Regions from separate parts of the Zea mays genome. Here region 2 is linked to region 1. Evidence: chromatin contacts called from public Hi-C data. All regions are on one chromosome and are shown on one strand. The core of a region is the stretch at or near the end of the contact, and the rest is flanking DNA. Distances in the headings are between cores, read along the strand shown.

What was found. Hi-C and Micro-C count contacts between places; a contact is called where the count stands out from the background.
Region 2: a contact with region 1 is called in a Hi-C map of ear, with 4 times the contacts expected there. The contact joins two enhancer-like sites. A contact is called at or near these places in 3 of 25 Hi-C or Micro-C datasets (ear and leaf).

Annotation. Positions count from the first base shown.
Region 1 is chr1:23,505,784-23,511,369 of Zm-B73-REFERENCE-NAM-5.0, forward strand. No RefSeq gene overlaps it. Among protein-coding and RNA genes, the nearest start is that of LOC103632328, 61 kb to the right of the region's middle. Within about 2 kb of position 2,893, at least 8 of the 20 cell types and tissues checked have an H3K27ac peak or open chromatin away from gene starts, as enhancers often do. A contact at or near this core is called in ear, where this site is marked.
Region 2 is chr1:23,686,548-23,692,133 of Zm-B73-REFERENCE-NAM-5.0, forward strand. It overlaps the pseudogene LOC109943601. Among protein-coding and RNA genes, the nearest start is that of TRNAF-GAA, 4.2 kb to the right of the region's middle. Within about 2 kb of position 3,249, at least 18 of the 20 cell types and tissues checked have an H3K27ac peak or open chromatin away from gene starts, as enhancers often do. A contact at or near this core is called in ear, where this site is marked.

The sequences.
Region 1 (5,586 bases), core at 1,643-4,142:
CTACTCTCGCCATCTCTCCACTCCCAGTGTGCGATTGTCTCTTCACGTATGGAATAGCCGGGTTCAAGCTTACCCTGTCCCATACCAGGGTATGTGGCTAGTTGCAAAGTCTCAACCACAACAGGCCAGTCAACGATACGATCCTTAATCGACACAGACGGGCGACTCTGTCTGCTTAGCGCCTGGTCTAGATTTATTAACCATTTCCCCATTTTTGGCACCCGGCAGGGGTACTCTTTTCCAATAATGAACCCACTCCGGCCGAAGTGGAGTCATCACCTTAGTTTGCTTTGATTTTTGAATAAAAAAGCCCATAACCAATGTTCCACAATCATTCTTTTTGAAAACAAATGATTTTTCAGTTTCTAAGCAAGGCTAAGCAATATCAGTTCTCTTTATAAAACAGGGATTAAGGAGTTTCCAAGGAATGGTAATGCATCAATTGTTCATCACACAACTCCTATCACCTAATGCATCATTTAAGGTGATAAAACATTTAAAACACAAGGAAGGGGCAAATGCACCGGGGCTTGCCTTGGCGAGGAGAGTCGGGTTCTTCTACCAGGATATTACAGTTAGCAGCAAATCCAAATGGGGCACCTTCTGGAGGACCTTCAGTGACAACCTCAGTTGGAGAAGGTTCCGATGGAAGAAAAGGCTCCGCTTCCACTTCTACTTCAACTTTTTCTTCGAGGTGCTCTACAAGTCAATTCGAAGTATATAAATGCTCATGTAAGGAGATGCTATGCAAACTCTCACAAGGGAGAGGTGGAATGCGTAATTACTCTTAAGTAAGCATATAGTTATTATACCTATAGTTTTAGGTTACCTAATGTTGGCTTAAAATGGTCAAACTAAATCTACTTTAAAGTATCATAGAACATATACTCTAAAGCTTGCTGATATTGATGTTTGACAGTGTGTGTGACTCAAGTTTGATCCAACCCTAAATTAGTATTAAGGATTAGGGCGTTTTAAATCCTTATACTCAGTCAGTTTCTGGTTTTCTAATTTAATAAATTCCAACCAGGCTCAAACTTTGATTAGGAGCTATTCTAAAGGTATCAAAACTTCTCACAAATTTCTATGATTTTTGGACCTATAGTTTTAATTCTAAAATTCTTTTAAGCCTTCTAAGGGTACTTTTATATGACCAAATTTTTCTGGTTGCTAAAAAAATCCTATTAATTCATTTACATGAATTACCTCATTCTGCACACTCTGTAAAATTTGGGTCGAAATTTTTGGCACTTTTCCTTGATTTTTAGCGGACCATACTAGTTATCAAGGCACAAATTAAAGAAAATCAGGGAGCTGGAATGGGCTGACAACCACCATAGCGTCCCACTGTCCATCAGAAAACTGCGCCCACGAATAAGCTCTACGGTCGACGTCTCCATTTTGAAATAAACACCCTATAATTTAAACTAACTACACCCGAACTTCTGCTACTACTCCTATGTGTCGTAGGCATTAGCATCAATGCCCCTCCCTTTCCTTGAATCTACAATAGGAAGTCCTCGACACAGTCCGGTACCAGCACCAGCGAACTGTGGTCAAGGCGACCGAAACAACTATCTTATACGCAAGGAAGGGCATCACAACGCTCATCATATCCTCAAGAACATGCACGTATGCTATAACAGCAGCTAGACCACGGAAGTCACAGATTCACCAACAATGATGGACACTAAAGTCCGGCGGCGCACCTCCTGTTCCGGTGCACAACATGCCGTAGAGTTTAAAGAAAGCACCCCATGAGTATTACGGACACTATGTAACTTGGAAACGCAAACACAATCACCTCGAAACCCTTATGGTCTGCTGGCCACGGCGAGGTGGAACACCAGCGACACAGCACTTGTGGCAGGGACGGCGATGCCCAACGAACACCGGCAGAGAGGCAGCAAAGCGAGCAGGTGAATACAAACACGAAAGTGGAGCTATTTGTGCATATGTTCAGTTTGGCTAGGACCAGGGAGCAGTGGCGGACGCAGAACAAAATTTTAGGTGGGGCGACACCATAAGAGACAAACCACGATACTAGACGACTAGATAAAAATAGCTTCATGATAATAACAAGGTCAGGTGATAATACTAGGAGCGTTCTAAAATGATATGAATATCAGAAAACCATTTTGGCCACCCTACAGAATCAGTGGCGGGTGAAGCGGCCACATCGACGCGTCATTGTGGTGTGTCTGCCTTGAGATGGCGATGATGAGGCAGCAACATGCGAGGGGCAGCGAGGGCAAGCGGCTATAGGCAGTGGCAAGCGACAACAATTGTTGCATTGCGACGACGTGGTGGGACCCTGGTGGCATAGTGAGGGCAGATGGTGGTGGCACCATGGTGCCAAGGCAGGATCCCACCAATAGCTTGCCCACCAGTCGATGTGGAATAGGAGGCAAAGTAGTGGCGCTGCGTGTGGGATCCCGACAACGCGATGAACTAACGAGTGACGAGAAGACAAGGTGACACTGGTAGCGGACGGGTCTGGTCACCCACTACCGATCCAGTCATGATCGAAGGAGCAATCGAGCCACGAGTAGGTCGAGTAGCTAGCCGCTAGAGGAAGGAATCAAACTATTTGTATGGAGAGCGGGCTGAGCAATGAACTGTCGAGAAAAAGTTAGATTAAAACTAGGTTTTATTAGATTTGGTTGTACCTACTATATAAAAGTTTTTTTATTTTGATGTATATCTAAATCTAGGTATAATAGCATATAAAAATTGAGGTGGGGCCATGACCCCCTTTGCCCCACCCTTGGATCCGCCTCTGCCAGGGAGACCATTAGCATTTTTACCGAGCTGATATAATGCCGAGGGAGTACAGGCGTATACCCAGCGTTTTTTTTCACTGGAGTCGAACGAGCTGGTGCAACACGTCAGGAGCTTGGACGCGCGCCAGGGCACATGGACACCACGTCAACGCGAGCATACAGTGAAGCTGGACCTGCTCGACACCTCTCCTCACGTAGAATTTACTGGAAAAAGGTTCACCGGCTTGGATTTTTTCTCCCCCTCTTTCTTTTGTTTTTTTGGCAGATATTTGTACCACAAGGTTATCCACTAGTAGCAGCCGTTCAATTCCCATACACATCCTCACGTGAGTTAGAAACAGCTGGCATTGAGTGGGATAACATCTTTTCACTAGATCTTTTTTTACAGCAGTATGCTAATAGTTGATTAGCTCTGAATTTCTTTTCATTGTTTGGTTTTGACTGAACCCCTGATTTTCACGCCCAGTTTTCTCAAGAATTCCTAACGGTAGCAGACCCACTTAGGCCATGTTCGTTTTTATCAAATCTACGGGGATTGAGAGGGATTGAATCCCCTACAAGTTAAAATCTCACTCAATCCACTCTAATCCCCCTCAATCCTCATGAATTAGGGATGAAACGAATAAAGCCTTAGCCGGCCAACCATGTTTTTCCCAGCTTAGCATTATCAGATTACTACCACAAATCTGAAGTCGATTTTTAACAACACTATAACAGTTCAAAGTGGCCCCGATCCCCACTTTACCGTCAGTTTCAGCGTTCCCAACTTTGGGCAGTGAAAATATCCAACGTGATTCCCCCCCCCCCCTTTTTATTTCTGAAACCATACCGATTTGTTTCAGTCCTATTGCAATAACAACTTTATCACTTCTTTTCTCCATTTTTCCAAACAAGGACAAACCTATATCCCTCAAGCAACTTTGTTCCTTATCTATAGGTCTATAAGTTTACTATAGATTTTCAGGGTCAAGGATATAAAAATCACAAACTATAGCCTTCCAAAGTTGGCTGAAATTCACATGATCCATATTCAGTTAACTACAACTGAACCGGAACTACACAGCCTGACAGGGTACGTTTAGACAACTTTTTTTTACCTTTGTGTTGAATCAAACCCAACTTACTTAAGGGGATTTGTTCCTTTAAAGATGATCACCATTTTGTTATAAAGATTTCAGCTCAACACTGCCTAAAAAAAGCACCACACAGCTCCAAAGTAGAGCCAAATACTGAAACTCAAATCTGTTCACTATTTATAATCTGAAAACTCTAAGAACTTGACAACCCATCTTTAGGCACCCTTTTCTGTGATTTTTGTGTAGAACCAAGCCATCCTCCCTTAAGAAAACTTGCACACCAATATATGTTCTTCAACTTTTCTATAAAAGGTATGTCTTAATACTCCAAGGATCAAGCACTAGAGAGCTCCAAAGTTGAGCCAAACACACAATGTCTGTGTGCTGAAATAAGACTAAGTCTGAATTCAGATTTAGCACATTGAATATTTGAACTACTGTTACTGTCAGTTCCAACTGGTTTTAGTGGCATTACCCTTAATCAAACTTTCACACCAAAGTATGGGCTTCCACTTTGGTACAGCACTCATAGCCCAGAACTACATGGATCAGCCCTTAAGGAGTATCCCAAATCTGCTTCAGACTGAAAAATCAGCAGGACTGAATTTTTATCTTAAGTCTGATTTTCCAAACTGAACACTGCATCTTTAGGCTCCTTTTTCTACCGGTTCCATATAGATTTAGAGCTTCAACACTTAATAAAAGTTGTTCTCCTATAGTTACTCTACAAGTTTACTATAGCAACCTTTTGCTAAAAGCCCCCAGATTAAAACATACAGGGGTCCAGAAATAGGTAAATCAAACTGTTTTTAACTGAACCAAAACTGTATCAAATTTGAAATCTGCAAATTACTCCAAATTTCTCTTCAAAACTTGAAAATCTCAACACATGAAAGTTGCTTGGTTTTGGAAACTCTATAACTTTGGTATTTTGAATTTTGGCAACCTATGGCCAGATCTCAGATTTCACTTTTGAGCTCTAATTTAGGGTTTTGAGGTTTATCCATCTCCTCTAGTGATTCTTCCACTTTGATGTAGCTTTTAAAAGTAAAGTTGCTCTGGGTTCTAAGATTCACCCTTAGTACTTAAGACTCAAAGTCAACTTATCACTTGTTTAAGAGATGACTTAACCCCACTTACTTAAACAAAACCCTTAAACTAAGTCCTATACTCTAATACACAACGTCACACTTATTGAAAATTTTTAACCTAATGAATGCATTCTAGGTATATCAAGCAAGTTAATGCAAGTGCATATGATGACATTCTAAATTTTTAGTTCTCGTAACACCAGGGGTGTTACATCCTTCCCCCCTAAAAAGGAATCTCGTCCCAAGATTAAAATTCTAGGCCAAGTAATGGAAAAGGAAATGCGTAACCGATTTATTTCCCAGTTACTCCTACAAGGCAGGGGGTGTGCCCCCATCGAAAGACAACTTATACAAACCTAGGGTTTACAAGACACTAGGAACTCAGGAATATATTTTTCCAAATACTTCTCTGACTACTACGCGACTTTATCTTCCGGGTGTTAGTTCCACTGTATCTCGTAAAACTCGATAACTTTTCTTTGAGTGACCCGATCCTTTTGATCTAAAACCTTTCTGGGATATTCCGAGGAGGTTAAACCTGGTTTATGGTTAACATCTGAAATCTCAATACCACATTTGGGGACTCGAAGACATTTCTTCCATTGGGACACGTGGAACAAGTCGTGCACTGTTGAA
Region 2 (5,586 bases), core at 1,999-4,498, 180 kb after region 1:
GAGGTTTCCAAAACCTGCAAATAAAATTAACAGCACGATGGCTGACATTCACACATATATCAACGGCACGATGGCCGACAATCACATTTAATAGAGAAAGAGAGAGACCGAGCCGTGAAATATAAAAAACAAACAAGTAAATTGTTCTGGAAGGCACATGGGACTGGCTAACCACCGAGACGTGAAAGGGGATCCAGCACTTTGTGCAAAACAATATGATACTCAGATAATGTGACGTGCGTGTGCGCGAGAGGGGCACCTGCCCCCGCATAAACTACGGGATTATTACGTCGCTGTTAGGGGGAGGTGGAGCGTTGGCATCAGCGACGTACCGCGCGCACACCGGATGTGAGACGCCATTCACGCTTACGCCTCCTCCTCCTCCCTTGTTTCTGTTTGCTTGCTAACCTAATGGCACAGCAGAATTGACGCCCCATCAGCTAGCCTAGCCCCCGGTTGATCGATGGAGTTAGGAGTGTTGTTTGTTTCATCGTCTATCTACTGTCCTATGAGTGACGGCGACGTCGCCATGCATGCTCTCAGCACCCCCAAGTTAATTTCTTGTGTAAGCCACTAGGCAACAATGCGGCAGCGTCACGTTTATGGATGGGAAATACGTTACGGTATGTATAAAATGCATGAGGGCGCGACGGCGGGCGTCACCGTGTACGTAGCGGCGCGACGGCGGGCGACGGCGGGTGGCGCAAGAACGGCGGGCGCGACGGCGGGCTCGAAGGCGGGCGCGATGGCGGGCGCGACGGCGGGCTCCGGCGGGCGACGGCGGGCTCGAAGGCGGGCGCGAGGGCGGGCGACGGCGGGCGACGGCGGGCTCGAAGGCGGGCGCGAGGGCGGGCTCCGGCGGGCGACGGCGGCGCTCCGGCGGGCGACGGCGGGTTGGCGCAAGAGAGAAAGTGAGAGTGAGAGAGAGACAGGGAGTGCGGGCGATGTAACGGTATTAAAACGTTCTTTGCCGAGTGCCCGCGATCCGGCACTCGGCAAAGATTTTTTAAAAATTAAAAAATAAACTTTGCCGAGTGCTGGATCTCGGGCACTCGGCAAAGTCGTCTTTGCCGAGTGCTGGATCTTAGGCACTCGGCAAAGTATCCTTTGCCGAGTGCTAGCTGTAGAGCACTCGGCAAAGATGTGTTGTACACACTTTGCCGAGTACCCAAGGACAGGCACTCGGCAAAGTTGTCTTTGCCGAGTGTTAACTGGACAGCACTCGACAAAGTATATTTTTATTTTTTTTTATTTTTTGCAACCAAACTTTTTGTGGTGTGTTCCTACACTATATAGACCTACATGTATCATTTGTGGACAATTTTAACAGAGTTTTCAATCGTTAGTAGATTTAGTTCGTTTATTTGAATTTCTTCGGAAAATTTAGATTTGAACTGTAGGTCACTCGAAACTTGGAAAACCGTGCATGCAAAAATGATATTCATGTTACTTAGCATAAGTTACGACCGATTTCAGGAGCGGAGCGGAAACTTCGAGCAACATGCTCACTAAACATGACCGTGAACTTGCCATACACATGTTTAAAAATTGTATAAAACACAAACAAAGTCAGAAAATCTTGAAACTTGTCCACTTGTCATGATATCATATGTACAGGCTGCGATAAAAAATTTAGAATGTTTGGAGAAAGTTGTGGGACACTATGTGTAGAAACCTAGGAGAACTACACATGAAATCATAGAGTTTCAATGTGTAGTTCTCCTAGGTTTCTACAAATAGTGTCCCACAACTTTCTCCAAATATTCTAAAATTTTTATCGCAGCCTGTACATATGATATCATGACACGTGGACAAGTTTCAGGATTTTTTGACTTTGTTTGTGTTTTATACAATTTTTAAACATGTGTATGGCAAGTTCACGGCCATGTTTAGTGAGCATGTTGCTCGAAGTTTCTGGTCCGCTCCTGGAATCGGTCGTAACTAATGCTAAGTAACATGAATATCATTTTTGCATGCACGGTTTTCCAAGTTTCGAGTGACCTACAGTTCAAATCTAAATTTTCCGAAGAAATTCAAATAAACGAACTAAATCTACTAACGATTGAAAACTCTGTTAAAATTGTCCACAAATGATACATGTAGGTCTACATAGTGTAGGAACATACCACAAAAATTTCGAGAGACAAAATAAAAAAAATAAAAATATACTTTGCCGAGTGTCCAGGAACGACACTCGGCAAAGTATGCTTTGCCGAGTGCCTACTATGTGGCACTCGGTAGAGAATCTCTTTGCCGAGAGCCAAAGGATGACACTCGGCAAAGACTAACGGCCGTCAGCTTTGGGACGGCCGCTGACGGCCGTTTGCCGAGAGCCCACTTTGCCGAGTGTTTGACACTCGGCAAAGTTGTCTTTGCCGAGTGCCGTTCTGTGCCGAGTGTTCAGCGCTCGACAAAGTTGTCTTTGTCGAGTGCCTAACGTTACCGAGTGCGGCACTCGACAAAGCTTTTTTGCCGAGTGCCCGACAAAAGGCACTCGGCAAAGAAGCCAACACTCGGCAAAGCCTCTGATTGCGGTAGTGGGGTGGGGATGAGTGGGGCGGTGAGGAATCAACATAGCCGTATGGCATTACTTTTTCGTGAATCAAGTCGTCGAGTCTCATACATTGCAGAATGCCACAGTACACCACACATGTCGGATCCACTATTCACATGATGAGGTCGTCTTACACCGTTCGCTCTGTTCTGGCCTCACAGAGCAGTATCGGCATGTGATACAAACACGCCCACTATGGCGCAAAGCCAGTAGCAGAGGAACGCAGAAGCGAGTCTCGCAACCGCATGCGCTGCCTCGGGGTGTAGCGGAAGGCCACCACGTCTCCGGGAGCCGCCAAGGGTGGCAACGAGCGCCCTGCGCCTGCCGTGTCCGTGTCCGTGGCCATTCGCCATGGTCGCCGCTGCCGCTGTCGCGGGCAGCACCACGAGAAGGCCTCGTGGGACCGCTTCCACGTAACGCCGCCGGCGGTCTGCTACAACGTGGTGCATCTGCATTCTGCTCTGCATCTGTGCCGCGCGCGCGCGGTTTGCCGTTTGCCGGTGGTGGGTGTGGGCTTGTGCGTGACTGCGTGAGGCGTCCGAGCGTCGGCGGGTTGGACAGGTTCGCATTGCATCGGAGTCGGCGGGTTGGACAGGCGTCTCTTCGTTTGTTTCGTATATACTTTTGACCAACTGATCACTGCGAAACTGCTCGTCAGTCTGGGTTGGGCCTTTTCTGCGGGGGAAGAAAGCCCACGAAGGGGGTCGTGGTTGCTGCATGTATTCTGGCCCAGCATGCCGCTGACATGGACCTCGCTAATCCTCCCTTCCCTCGTGAAAGGAGGAACGTGATATTCTTTCTTTTTTCCCCTTTTTGCAACGTCCAAGAGAATGGATTTAGCAACAAGAGAAGTCCAGGAGAATAGATTGGTCTCCGACTACGAGCGGCATCCGATCAGTGCAGTTATGTATGTGGCTATTTCTAGGGATGAAAACGGAAACGGTAATTTTCGGATACCTGGAATCGTTTTCGAAGTTTTACCGAAATTTAGGTCTAAACGGAAACGGAAACGGTTACCGAAAATCCGGAAACGGAATCGGTAGAAAAATTCGGAATCGGAAACGGAAACGGTTTAGTCCTTTTCCGACCGTTTCCGGAAATTACCGTTTTTATCCGGTATTTTACCGTCGGTAATAAATTCGGTATTTTTCAGAAAAATATTAAATCTGGACTGACCTTTATAAATTCATAATAAATTCATCTTAGCTTAGAAAAATGTGAAACTAATTTTATTATTTTTCGAAAATCAAGATCTATCTAACGATATATAGTTTAGAATCATTTGAAATTTTTATAAATCTTATTTATGTTTTCTTATCTATTATTACTCTTGATACATATATTCATAATTTGCACAAGAACTTAAGAAGGACTAAGAGGACACTAACTATATTGACTATGCCAAGTAGTGTGGGTACAAATAGAATGTCAGTGTCATATTATTATACATATCTTGATTCTACTTTATTTAAATGCATAATAATGATTTTATTATTTTATACTTCTTACCTTATATATTTATTGTGACCTCCTACCTTATATATTACTACTAATTTTATATGAATGTATGACTTGCGTGATTTTTTGAAGTCAATTGAGGGTACATGTTAAAGTTTTTACCGATCGAATTTTAGATTCCGATCGTAACCGATGTAATTTTCGTACCGAACTTTCATTTCCGATGTTTCCGAATTACCGATGTCGTTTTCGTTTCCGGAGTTACCGTTTTCGATCTCGTTTCCGAGGAAAAATATGAAAACGAAAATGGTTTTAATGTTTACCGATCGTTTCCGACCGTTTTCACCTCTAGCTATTTCCCTATCCCTTGACTTGAAACAGGAGTAGGTCAGATGTGGAAAGGGACCAGACTCACGGAGCACGTGCCATGACTTTCTCTGTCGGCCATTCTTGCCGTGGAGATAAGAGACCCGGTGTAATTCAGAGCATTTTCGGATTTTGATTACTGTGGTGCTGGGGTAGAGTTGTTTAAGTCGGTGCCTATGTTTGTAAACAATTTAGGTGGGACACTGAGGCTAAGAAGGTCTGTCCTGAACTGTGTCTGTGCAGCTTAATGCTCAAGGGTTTAGTTAACGAAAAACACTTATGCAAGGAGTTTATTTGACAACACGAAGAGTTTGGCATCTCACTCAGTGTCTACTCTTGTTCTGTCTTGATGAGCATGTACACACAAAAAAGTAAAGAGAGGTTATGCTAATAGAAATCCTCTGAGCTTCTTTGTGAATTGTGAAAATGAAAAAAAGAAGGTGCTAAACTGGATGCTGCGACCTTATAAAATTTACCTCTATATATTCTTTGCTACAAGACAGGTGACACCTGCTTGGAACTTTATACAGATGCTTTGTCAGATAGACCACCCTTGTTGTGGGGGTATAAACTGTAAAGTTCAGAGAGCCAGAGGTGACTGATGGGATGGAGGCCAGGAGAGTTTGGCGGCGTTTGGTTTCTACGGTTTCTGGGAAATCAGATATCAGCATATGGGGAGATTGTGAGATTCTCGGCACAAAATCCGATAGAGAATCCAATCTGTTTGGCTAAGAATGAGATTCTAAAATCAGATTCTGAAAACGAGCCGTGAACAAAACAGGGCCTTTGTGCCAGATGATGCAAACAAGTAAAATCTATTGACTAGTCACGACGATTGTTCAGATGGCAAGAAATGGGCTCTGGTGAGTTATCACTTTCGACAGAGATTTCGCATGGTCTTAGAAAATTGCATCCTCTTCTAGATTGGCGTAACCGAACAAGTCACAAAGGTATGTTTTATTCGGTTCTACTCCAATCCATATGGATTGAGGAGTTTCAATCACTAATAAGTCAAAATTTTTCTCGATCCATATCAATCCCCTCAAATCTATATAGACTGAAAATAACCGAACAATCTTTAAATAAGCAAGCCTTTGAAGCACGACCAACTTTCGAAGCTATGGTTAAACTATTTTTCATCTTAATTATAGTGATATGCAAATTTTTATGTATTCGAGAAATTTAAAACACCTGTGATTGCGAATAGG